3 separate regions of the Zea mays genome follow, and all the other regions are linked to region 1. Evidence: chromatin contacts called from public Hi-C data. All regions are on one chromosome and are shown on one strand. The core of a region is the stretch at or near the end of the contact, and the rest is flanking DNA. Distances in the headings are between cores, read along the strand shown.

Region 1 (3,957 bases), core at 736-3,235:
CTCCTTTACCTTTGCAATCGCCATGATGCTTATCTTATGCCCACCTTTTGAATTATCATCTTTCCCATCACGATTTCAGAATGGTGTTTACCTACCCTGCCATTGGTTGCTTTTTCTTTTTTGTAGATTACAATCCTTGCTTTAGCTCCATCCTTTATTATGCTCACGCCCCTATCCTACATGTCTTGTTCTTCTCCTTGTCCTTCAACAACCATAGAGAGTAGTTATTCCCTTTTCAAGAAAGACTACCATCTAGTTAACATTAACATATAGAAACGAGATGTTTGTTGTTGTATGCTTGTACTGTTTATCGTTGTGTTATGACTGATTTGCTTTTTATGATGAGTGTTGATGTGTTGTGGCCCATGGTCCGCAGTAGCATCAGTTTACTAGGTGAGTGTCATAGAGTTAGGTAGTTGGGTGTTCTCCCTTTTTTCTCTTTAATTCATCTATGCATACATTTCCTATCTATACCCTTCCCTCTTGCGCTTGTCCGATTGACAACCTCCAACCTCTCTTAATCCGTCAAGATCAGAGTCGGCAACATCTTCACCAAATGCATATCAACGCTCCTGTTAAGGGGGTTAGTCGCTAACCCCAACGAAGACAATGCAATCAACATCAACCAACAAGATCAAGGTGGCGCAACGGAAGCGTGTGTGGGTCCTAACCCACAGGTCCAAGAGATCCTCAAGAATTGCACCGATTGGTCGTGAACATCTAAAGGTCAAATTAGCCAGTCCGCTAGTTAAGCTGGCAGAGTCAAAGTTGAATCAAAGAACCTGTGAACAACCAACGAACCAACATTGTTTTCTTGCTAGCCTCTTCTTGAATCTTAGGGCGAGATTCTGTTAAGGGGGTTAGATTTGTAACAACCTGAATTTTGGGGTATAAAAAAAATTCTTTGCTCTATACTCAAAATTCAGGTGTTACCGTCTCTTTTCCTTGCTTTTATTTTCCCTTTTTATAAATAATGGAGACTTATTTTTCTATATAGAGGTGTTAAGTTTAGTACAATAAAATTCTAAGGAAGCTTCGATTGATGCATCATGTTGGAGCATATGTTTTTGTTTGATGGAGAAACTTGTTGTGCATCCATTTAATTCATGAACCATGCTTGAGTATGAATTCAAATAGAATAGACAAAGAAAAGAGGAAGAAGAAAAAAAACAAAAATAAAAAATGAAATGTCCCCGCCATCCTAGCCCAACTGCCCACCCCTCCTGGCCAGACCACCTCGACCGCTTGGCCCAGCAGCGCACTGCCCCACAGCCTGTGCTTCCCCCAGCCCACTCCCGTCGCGGTGTCGCCCAGCGCCCACGCGCGCCCTTGCGCGGCCCATGCTGCACACACCCCCGCCAGCGCGCCAGCCATGCCCCGCGGCCCAACGCTTGCTCCCCCCTCCATTTCTTCTATTCGACCAGCGCCCACGATCGTCAAAACTGGAACCGCCCCGCTCGCCCCTCGCTCACGCAACAACCGTGCCTGCATCCCTATGGCTGCCCGGCACGCTCGCCCGTCGCACCTCACCGTGCCGGAGGAGCCCGCGCTGAACGCCGCCACGTCGACTCATCGCCACACCGAGCTCGCCTCACCGCTGCCCAGCCCTGGCTGTGGTTCCCTGGTACCTGCGCTGAAGCCTAGCACTGAGCCCCGGCCAGGCCAGCCTGCGCCCCTCTCCTGCAAGCCGGTCGGCGAACCCCTGCGCTGCCCTGCCGTGCTCAGGCCAGCACCACTTTCCCTCCACCCCCACATGATCCCATCCTCCCTTGCGGTTGCCATTCGTGTCGAGCATAGGAGAGAGAAAGGTAACTGCTCTTGCGAGAGAAATAGAGAAGGAACCTCATGCAGTTGCAACTTGCAGGAAGGAAAGAACTCGTTTCCTTTTCTAATTATGGCCACATGGCAACTTCTGGTTGGACCATGCAAGGTTGTCCTGTGTTGTGGCGTCTTGCACACACAGGATCGGTCTGCTATCGCATGGGATCCTCTACAATTGTGATCCCTATGTCCCTTTATGTGTCACCCATTCGTCCGATCACATTGTGCCATGTCTATATCCGCAAAATGCTAATTATTCAATATATTTTGTGTTATAAATTTGTTGCAACCCGTTCTAGTTGCATCTGCTTCGTAATAATATAGTCTACGTGTTAGTAACAATATTTCGTCGCGACACATGTCTTATTTATTTAATTAATAATCATTTTGTTCGTCGGTTATTAAAATACCTTTGCAGTTGAAAACTAATTTATAGTTTAATTTACGCTTTTATAAACACAAGTTAATGTGGTTAGTGCCAACTCAGATGTTTTTAACTAATATTTGTTTATGTAAATGTGACGTCTATTTAACTTTTTTCGCGTGCCATTCATGCGCTGTTTCGCATGTGGCCGCGTGCTGATTTGCACGTCATTCGTGCTGGTCACACGCACTGTTTCATGCGTCGTCAGCATATGCTATGTTGTGCGTGCCCGCGCGTCGTTCACACGATGTCCTGCTGTTTCGCACGTCATAAATTCAGCTCGTTTAAAATCTCTCGTGTTAATTTAATTACTTATTTAACTGACAACTGCTAGTGTAACAGATTAATCGAAACTAAATGTTAGAGATTATTTATATTGGATGATGTCGAATTAAATGTTCTAACTAATATTTTTTAGCGTAAACATGATAACTTCTCGGCCGTAGCTCCGACTATCGCGTTTCTTTTTCCTGTCGTGACCGTGGAAGCGATCTCTATTTCGTACTACATGTTTTATAATGTTTTCCTTTGCATGGTGTAATGTTCTTATACATATGTATGTTTGTTTGCTTGTGCCCATACGTCTTCGCTCGTGTTGCGAATAGAACGTGATCCGTTTCTGAGCTTCGGTGAATCGACAGTTAAGCTTCGACGACCAAGTGATCAGGCTCTTTGAGTTCTACAAGGTTGAAGACCCTGAGCATCTGTTTGGTGAAGGCAAGTGTCCTCTGACCTATTATGTCGTACATACTTTATAATTCACCGTCCTGCATTACTTTATTGAAACCTAAGGATTGACTAACCTGTATTTACCTTAACCTTGTTTACCTTTTGGGTTATCATGGTTAGCTTTATGCTATTGCTTTACCTTAATCAATGAACATGATGTGAATACTTATGATACGATGATGTTATCTTGATTATGATGATGAAACTGTGATACTTTAGGGGACTCAGACTGTTTTCCTGAGTTCCTGTCTGTAAGGATCTGTTCGTGGAGTGACCACCCATGATAACAGTGCAACCATGAGGGTGGAATGGGACACCCTTAGCTGATTAATTAGAGGAACTTGAGGTGTAGTTGGCTTCGCCGTAGGGCCGTCAATGGGGTCCGGGCACAGTACTTGCTCTGCCGAGGCTGGTTGCCGAAGTTCTTTCAATTTGGTTTTGTTAGTCACCCTTCCTGTGGGGAGAAGTACTGTGTTTATCAAACTGGAGAAACCTAACGGGTGGCTATGACCTCTGGGAAATTTTTGTAAAGGCTACGTAGTGAAACCCTGCCGGATCACCTCAGAAGTGATCAATGGGGTGATGCGGACATCAACACCAACACGAGCACATCTACACCAGCAGCACCTTCTCCAGCCCAGGCGCCATCCCTTCCACCTGGGCCAGTGACTCGGGCCCGTGCAAGAGAATTGAACTACATCATGTTGTTAAAGAACGAAGGCCCGGAAGAATAGACGACCAGCCCAATTGCGGCCCATAATGGTCGACCTAGGGTTGGCCGCTCCTAGGGGCTGCGCCCCCTCTCTATTTATTCAGGAGCTGCGCCTCCTTTATTTCCTGAGTTTTGTTTTACGTTAGCCTTAGCTACTCTCGAACACGCGCAAATCTGCGCTGTCTTCGTGTATTCAGAACTCCACCCTCGAGTAATAGATTAGATTGCTCGCATCTTTTTCTTGTTCGTTCTTCGATTGCGCACAGGAAAC
Region 2 (4,082 bases), core at 990-3,489, 150 kb after region 1:
TTGAAGTACATGTGATGTTGCTTGGTCCTTTGAAGCCTGTGATTTGGTTTCCTAATATTCGGCATTGAATTGGTAAGGAAGTCTTGTGATGTTATGAGCAAAGTGTAGGTGTTTTTTTCTGCTTAAGCTGAGGGCTTGTCTTTCTTACATAAAAGCAATGCATTTTGTATCATGTAGTGTTTCGTTATACTTGTTGATGTGCATATGGAAGTCTAGGCGAAGCAAATGAGAAGTTCTTGATTTTGTTTGGGTTCTGGACTCCGATCTTCCTTTCCCTTCTCCATTCATCCAATATGTTTTAGATGCAATTCAACCACTACCATTCAGCAATTCTAGATATGCAAGGCATGCGATGTTTTTGTTGTCACTGGTATAATTCTTTATTTGTTTTATAATACAGTTTATGATTCAATTCTACATGTAACAACTAAATGGGAGGCCTTCTTCTTGCAGATGTGCCTGATATAAACTTTGCAATCTGTTTCTCCGTATATATATTTATACTAATTTTTAACTCCTGTGGCAACGCACATGCACACACCTAGTATTGGTTAAGTTAGAATTTAAATTTAAAAAACTCGCGCAATGACGTGTTAAGGTGCACGCCTGGGACCTGCTCACTGGTTGTACTATTTTCAGCTTCGTTATGCTGCATACGCTTGCGATTGCAGTCTGTGTTAATTCTTGAGACAATCCTTCTTGTGTCCACAATTACAGATGCTCGGAGGCCTTTTTCCAGATAAAGGTTCTTGTCAAAAAAATATTGTAGGCTCGACCATTTGGAGGACATGTCTGAGGTATGATCCATTTTATCTAAAAATCGTGCCTGCAGCGTGCGTGCACTTTCTCCAGGCAATTACTGAAAATGGATGCGTTGACTCCTTAGGATCAGATAGGCTTGCAACACAACTGTTATCACCATGGAACCTGACCAGCCTTTTGGATTCCTCACGTTTATCTGATGATGAGTTCAGGCAGGGAGCGCCGCTGCACGCCTGCGTGCCTGTGCCGGAGGCTGGTGTGCCGCTGCCCGCTGCCGCCGGAGCTACGTGCGCACGCGCACCGCGCACGGCCAGCCGCACAAGGCACACTCATGCACAAGAAAGCTGCAACCTGCAAGGCGCAAGCACTGATGAATGCTGAAGGGCTGAACCTAAAGCCCTGAAGTGCACGCGCACCTGCGCAGGAGAAGCCGAGCAGGCCGGCAGGGTGCACCGTGCACGGCGCACGGCACGGGAGCCGCTTCGACCTCGCCCTCGCTGGAAACTGGAGAGTGGAGAGAGCTAGAGCGAGCGACCGGCCCTCCGCCCCTAGTGCGCGGTGTGGCTTGCCTTGTTGAAGAAGGGCTAGCCGCCGGAGATAGCGATGTAGAACAGAAGGTGGAAGTACGTGCAGTGGTGGGCCTGCATGCGAGCAAGGGTATTTAACTATTATTTTTGGTAAAATAATTATATATATATTATGTATATAAACTAAAATATTATAAAAAATATAAAATCATACTATTTTACAGTTATTTTGTCTAAACTTTGGTTTTTACTGTCTCTTTTTATTTCTCTAACGTGCAACCGATCATACAGTACAATAGTGTGATGTTAGATTATAAAAAAAGTTTCTATTCTACCAAAATTTCGAATACCATACTGAGTAGGTGACGTCGACGGCGTCGTCGGCCGGTCTGCTGCTCGCGCTGCGCTAGCCGCTAGCGTTGGTCGTCCTCACCGACACATCTCTAGCACATGCAGATGTAGATATTTTACATGGTCGTATCGCTCGTAGGCTCCGCAACGGGAAGAAAGGGGCAACGCTGGAACAGACTTGAACGGGCGGCGTCTAGATATTTTGCGTCCTTTCAGTCGACAGAAGGTATGGGCAAATGGCTTCCGTTGGATAGCGATCATGCGGATGGCTTAAAAAAAGCGACGTGGAATGTAACGTGCAAGCAACACTAGTCCAGCAGCCAAACAAGATTACCGCACGTTGTTCTTGATTTTAATTACCGGTTCACGATCGTTATCAATGTGTTACCGGCCGATTGTACCGTTAACTGTCATCCCGTTATTTCCCTTTCCGTTTTCCGGACCGGTGATTCCGATACCGTTCCTGGTTTCGGATTAAAATATGGATTCTAAAGTTCGATCGGCCGTTCCCGGCGACCCTCCTCAACACTGTCAACAGTACGTACACTTGTTGTGGCTAGTCAGTTCGATTTGCTTTTGTGACAGGCCTGTTCGGCGAGCTGTTGGACAGCCAGTGGTTGGGTACTGTAAGCGGCTGGTTTGTGTATTATTACCTCCTCAACACTGTCAGCATCAGCTGCAGAACAGCCAGCCGAACCACAGGATTTGAAACATTTAATCTTGTTTGCTTGCATCAGATTAAATGCTATAGAACGTGCAGGTTCTTTAATTAGTTTCGGCTGGTTTGTATGCATCACATTAAATGCTGCAAAGTCCTGCTCGTTAATTTCCTGAATTAATAATTAAAAGCTGCAAGTCCTGCTTGGTTCGTACATCTTCAAATCTGCCATTTTCAAAACTGCGTCACGTATGTTGATGTCTGTTTGTTTCTAAGTGGCTGTTTGGTGCGTGGCTTAAGCCGCCGTGGTTTAGGCGCGGCGTAGCGCCGGACGCCACGCACCAAACTAGCCCTAAATTATTAGTAGTGTATCACCTTGTTTTTTTCATCTCAGTTATGTCCATTAATTGCAGAGGTAGCATACATGTACAGGCAACTGCTGATGTGTTAGTTATATAAATGATGAAAACAATTCCATGTAATACTTTTGTACTGTTACCTATAACGAGCATTGTGAAAGTGGTCTATAAGAAAAATATTTCAGTTGCGCTTTACTAAAGTATGATTGAGAAGGTTGTTTGGGATAATGCAACTTTGAAGCACCTGATTGACATTTGTAGGGAGGAGATTTTAGCATTTGTGGGGAGGAGATTTTAGTTGGTAATAGACCTTAAGGTTGTTTCACTAGAAATGGTTGGAAGAACCTGGAGGAAAAGTTTTTTGTAAGGTCTAGAATGAAGCTAGTGAAGACACAATTGAAGAATAAATTATATAATATGAAAAAAAGATTATACCAAGTTCGTGGAATTGAAGATTGTTGTCACTGGATTAGGATGGGATGCAACAAATAAAATTGTTGCTTGTGATAATGCATGGTGAGCTGAACATCCTGAGGTGAGACAAGTTGTGATTGTTTCAATACATTTCAAATTGCCATCGGTATATGTTTGTCGTTAACTTGCCCATTTTCCCTAGAGATGCAACAACAGTGAGAGGTGTAAAGTGCAACCATGTGAGGTTTCGAAAACATGAACCCAAACACCTTGATGATTTGCACTTTTTGTTTGATAAGGTGCATGTCACTGGAGCTACGCATCCTGCCCTCGAGAAATTTCCTTAGGTGAATCATCAAGTGATGATGATGTGTTAGAGATGTCAAATTTTTTTGAAGATATTGTTGCTTTGAAGAAACCTAAACCAGTAGGAAAGAAGCGCAAGCAAATGTCCGGAGCAACCGAAGAGGAGAAGAGCCCTTCTTTAGGATGTACAAGAACACATGCTTGAACATTGAAAGTGCAGCTAACAAGATCACATCGAGTGTTGAAGCATCATCAGATCTTGCTCTATCCAATCATGTCCCTACTATGGCAGATGCTATGAAGTTGGTTAAGGAGTGTGGTGTGCAAGAAAAAACTTCTTTGATGCACACTGTTGGTCACTCGTTCTCAATTGCTGTGTGAATCAAGAGCAAGTCAACACATTTGTAATATGTTAAAGACCTCCGTCCTCCAAAGCATTATTCCATCTTGGGTACAATGAATCTTAGACGAAGGTCCTAAATAACAAGTCTACATTATTTGCAAATATAAAAATATACTGATAAGATGTAACTTCATGCCATGTATCCATTTTATAATGAATATATGTGTACTTTTAAAGATTGTATTACATTGATACCTTCGACTTGTTTGAAGGCAATGACGCGAGAGCAATTACAATCCAGCGTGAATAGTACGGGGGTATTGGAATAAAAGAGATAAGTTAGAGTTCCTAAAAAATAGGAT
Region 3 (3,799 bases), core at 648-3,147, 230 kb after region 1:
TCATACGAAGACAACGATCTAGCAACCAAAGTTGACTGGGAGACGACGGCCTAGACTACTCATGAATTCATCACATCATCCTTTATGTGCTTCATCCTGTGGTACCTGTTCTTGACCTGGGGGGATGTGAGTACAACAAGGGTGAGCTTACATACGTTCATCGCTAACAAGTTGTGGGGAATAATGTGCATGAACTCGCCAAAGGTGGGAGCTCATGTGAAGTGTAAAGCTTACCAAAGGAGATGGTTAAAGCTGAGCATTGCTTTTAGAGTTGGTCAAAATTTTATTAGCAGTTACTAAGTATAAGTAGATACCAACCCAAATAATAAGAGATTACAGTTGATAATAACACCCGCGATGCAATGCATATGACAGATTAAGTTTAGTTCCATAAATTAATCATGCGAGAGTCCTGAGTCGCTCTTGACCGTGAGCACAGCTGATATAGCAGTTTTACACTCTACAGAGGTTGTGCATCTTTACCCACAAGTCGTGTTACCCATTTGCCACGGGGTTGATTGGACCCCATACACCTCTACCAAGGAAGCGAGGCAGGGCAGCACTACGAGGCCTTTCCAATGTTTCACTAGTTCGAGAAAACCCGCTACGGATTCAGGACGAAAGAAGCATAGGAATCCCTTGTCTGAAAAGCTTTATAGACAGTTCGACCCGAGGACCTCCCTATACTCTAGCAGCGACGCCTCCCCGCTTGCCCCTACCTAGGTAAGGTGATCTCTCCCTAACTTTCCTAATTACTTGGCCAAGAGCATCCCATTCCACCCTTGTGGTAGCACTGTTTACTCAAGTTAAGCTCCATGTTCCAATTAACATAATGATCTTGTCATGAATAATAATTAAAACAACAATATAACTGGAACATGATCATAATGTAATATTAATCCCAAAACCAGGTAGAGCAATAGAAAAACTACCCGAAAGTTCAGTGGTAAACAAGGTGTGGGATAAACAATACTAGGGAAACCTTTTAGGTCCCATCAAATTAACCTAAGCATGTCACCGTGATTAATAGGAACATTATTAGGTAAAAAGGAGTGATCAAGGGCACAACTTGTCTGAGACTCGAGATTCACAGGTATCAACTTGGTCTTCAGATGCTCGTGACCTCACTGCTAATCGTAGCCATACAAACAAACATGGTATAAGCAAAATTAACATCATACCAAACATAAGAACAAACTGCATAATGTTGATGTACGTATCGTGACTAGATCCTAGGTTCGAGAACCACTAAATTCGGAGTTACGGTTAAAGAGTTATAATTTTCTGAAGGTTTATGTGTTGGATATAAAAGAACTAAGTGCATAATTTTTAATCTAGGTTTCATAACAAACTAAGGTTACCGTTTGATAAACAATATTATTATAAATTTAACGCAACTGGAATGGACTAATTTGGAGTTAAAATGATCAAGTTATAAATTTCTAAAATTTATTGAATTATTCTTGTATTAGAAATTTTCAAATTTTATTCTACACAACTGAAGTTCGGATTCTGTATTTTATATAGCCGAAGGGCATTTTTGCAAAATATGGGGACCTACTTTAAATGATTCACAGTGGTACATGGACGGTGTGTTAATTTCATAAAAGCACATTGTCTGTTTTATAAAAGCAAATGACCGAAGGGGTATGGATGCGCGTCAGCCGTTGGATTAACTCTGGACAGCCGAAGAGGTATCACCTAATATGAGTCGTCCAATTAGGGATCGAAGGGCCAGATTAGATATATCATTATGTGAACTGGTATGCTATGTGGGTCGTTGGATCCGAATCTGATGTCCCCGATATAATGGACGAACAGGTATATGGAGGTCGAATCTCCTCCGTCCAGACAGAACCGGACAGTGTAGATTTAGATGGATGAACAAGCAATACATGATCTAATCTGATCCACACTCTCCGGATCAGACGGCCGTAGGACCTTCTTCCTCTTCTCTACCAACCACGGCAGCGCTCTGTTCGAACGGGAAGCAGGAGTTGTCTACGAGGACGCGCTTGAACCAGTCCTGCGTCTTCTCCTCCACTGACCAGGATTCTTCCACGCGTTATTCCTACCAGCTCAAACAAGCACCCTGGGCATGCTCCCATGCCTCGAACTCCAACCGGTTCGAGGAATCGTGGCGGCAGCAGGTTTCTCTCACCCCAGCTCCGGCGAGAGGTACTCAACGGCTCTGGTGGAGGACCAAGGGGGTGCGGCGGCTTGGTCTTATAGCCTAGGTGCAGAGTCCGCACATGCATTAATGTAGCGAGGATCGACCTATTGTTACGGCTAAGATCCGTGGAGTCTTCCGTCCATCTATTAGCGCACGAAGCGGAGAAGAGATATGGAGGGGGAGATGGTGCTGACCTTTGGGTCCCACATGGCGGTGAGATGAAACCACAGCCCACACGCAGCGGCAAAAACACTGTGGAACTACCAGGTAGTGGGGCCCGACCGTCAATGTAAGAGATGGGAAGGGGGTGATGGGCCACCGTTGCAAGAAGGGAGGTGGGCCGAGGTGAGGGAATTCGGCCCACATGGGTTCTTTTCCTTTCCCTTTTCTTTTTTTGTTTCTATTTTGTTTTCTATTTCTAAATTCAAATTCAAATTAGGTTTTGAATTTCAAGCTCCAATTTAGATGCAACAAACAAAATAATCCTAGCAAGATGCAATAATAGTTTATTATTTATTTTATTGTTTTGAATAATATTGATGCTTAATTCATGAGAGAGGGAGAGAGAAAACATAATTCACTCGCATCAACAATTGAGAATCTTTATGTTTATTAAAAGATTTTCACTTTTAACTTCTAGTTTTGCGACTCAAATCTAACTTTGACAATTCAAAATATAAAATTTCCATTTACTTTTTTCCAAGAAATAATTTCTAAGCTAATAAAATCCTTATTAATGACATTTATTTAGACCCTAGAAAAACCTTTTTTTAAATCCAAAATAAGATTTTGGTTGTTACAAATTCTACCCCCGTTAAAAATAATCTCGTCCTTGAGATTAGTAAGAAAATGGATGTGTATCAAACTTGTCTCAAAACATATGCACAAACAAGAATCTCGGCATGATGCATAACTTGTTATTCAAAACAAAGGTTCAAATAGACCTTATTGTTATTCCTAAAATAATAAACTACTAGCTACTACCTAAAGTATTTTTAGGTCGTACAAATACTACTTCATATATATATATACACACTCTAATCTTGCTGCTCATTGCCCTCTTCATTGGCTTCTTCACCATACCGACACCTCTTCCGAGTTTTCGTGTTCTTCGGGTTCAACTTCTGCTTTCACATGGTTCACCTATCCCCAATTGATGGATAAGGGTTGAATCTTGCGTCGTGAGGCCTGACCTTGCTTCATTGGAGCTGGTGTGGTATAAGCAGCCCTGTTGGGACATGTTGGGGGCCTTCCTCTTCCAAAGGTCCTCAAAAACATAATTAACCATTTGTTTTCACCATAAGCTATTATAGGAAGCTTCGTATTTAGGATGCAAGCCTCTTCCTCATGATGAAGGTATACAAGATGAATACAGATCTAAAGATGATAAGAGTAAACGCCGAAGCTATCGCCTCATTGACAGCTTCGGCTTATAACGGAGATGAAGCATGATGATGATGCTGACTGAAGGGAAAAAGACTACTTAGTCCTTAATGTCTTGTATTACAAACATAAGTGAATATTGAGGACATGAATGTACTTTTACCCGGGCTGCGTCCTGTGCCTATGAATAGGTGAACAATAGCACCGTACTGTTCACGCTGAATTGTAATTACTCTCTTGTGT

Evidence for each region. Hi-C and Micro-C count contacts between places; a contact is called where the count stands out from the background.
Region 2: a contact with region 1 is called in a Hi-C map of bundle sheath, with 4 times the contacts expected there. The contact joins two enhancer-like sites. A contact is called at or near these places in 4 of 25 Hi-C or Micro-C datasets (bundle sheath, ear, endosperm and 1 more).
Region 3: a Hi-C map of tassel shows a contact between it and region 1, with 3 times the contacts expected there. The contact joins two enhancer-like sites. A contact is called at or near these places in 5 of 25 Hi-C or Micro-C datasets (bundle sheath, ear, endosperm and 2 more).

Annotation. Positions count from the first base shown.
Region 1 is chr2:90,436,961-90,440,917 of Zm-B73-REFERENCE-NAM-5.0, forward strand. No RefSeq gene overlaps it. Among protein-coding and RNA genes, the nearest start is that of LOC100280606, 23 kb to the left of the region's middle. Within about 2 kb of position 1,986, at least 19 of the 20 cell types and tissues checked have an H3K27ac peak or open chromatin away from gene starts, as enhancers often do. A contact at or near this core is called in bundle sheath, ear, endosperm and 2 more, where this site is marked.
Region 2 is chr2:90,589,747-90,593,828 of Zm-B73-REFERENCE-NAM-5.0, forward strand. No RefSeq gene overlaps it. Among protein-coding and RNA genes, the nearest start is that of LOC100273425, 120 kb to the right of the region's middle. Within about 2 kb of position 2,240, at least 12 of the 20 cell types and tissues checked have an H3K27ac peak or open chromatin away from gene starts, as enhancers often do. A contact at or near this core is called in bundle sheath, where this site is marked.
Region 3 is chr2:90,670,569-90,674,367 of Zm-B73-REFERENCE-NAM-5.0, forward strand. No RefSeq gene overlaps it. Among protein-coding and RNA genes, the nearest start is that of LOC100273425, 43 kb to the right of the region's middle. Within about 2 kb of position 1,898, at least 19 of the 20 cell types and tissues checked have an H3K27ac peak or open chromatin away from gene starts, as enhancers often do. A contact at or near this core is called in bundle sheath, ear, endosperm and 2 more, where this site is marked.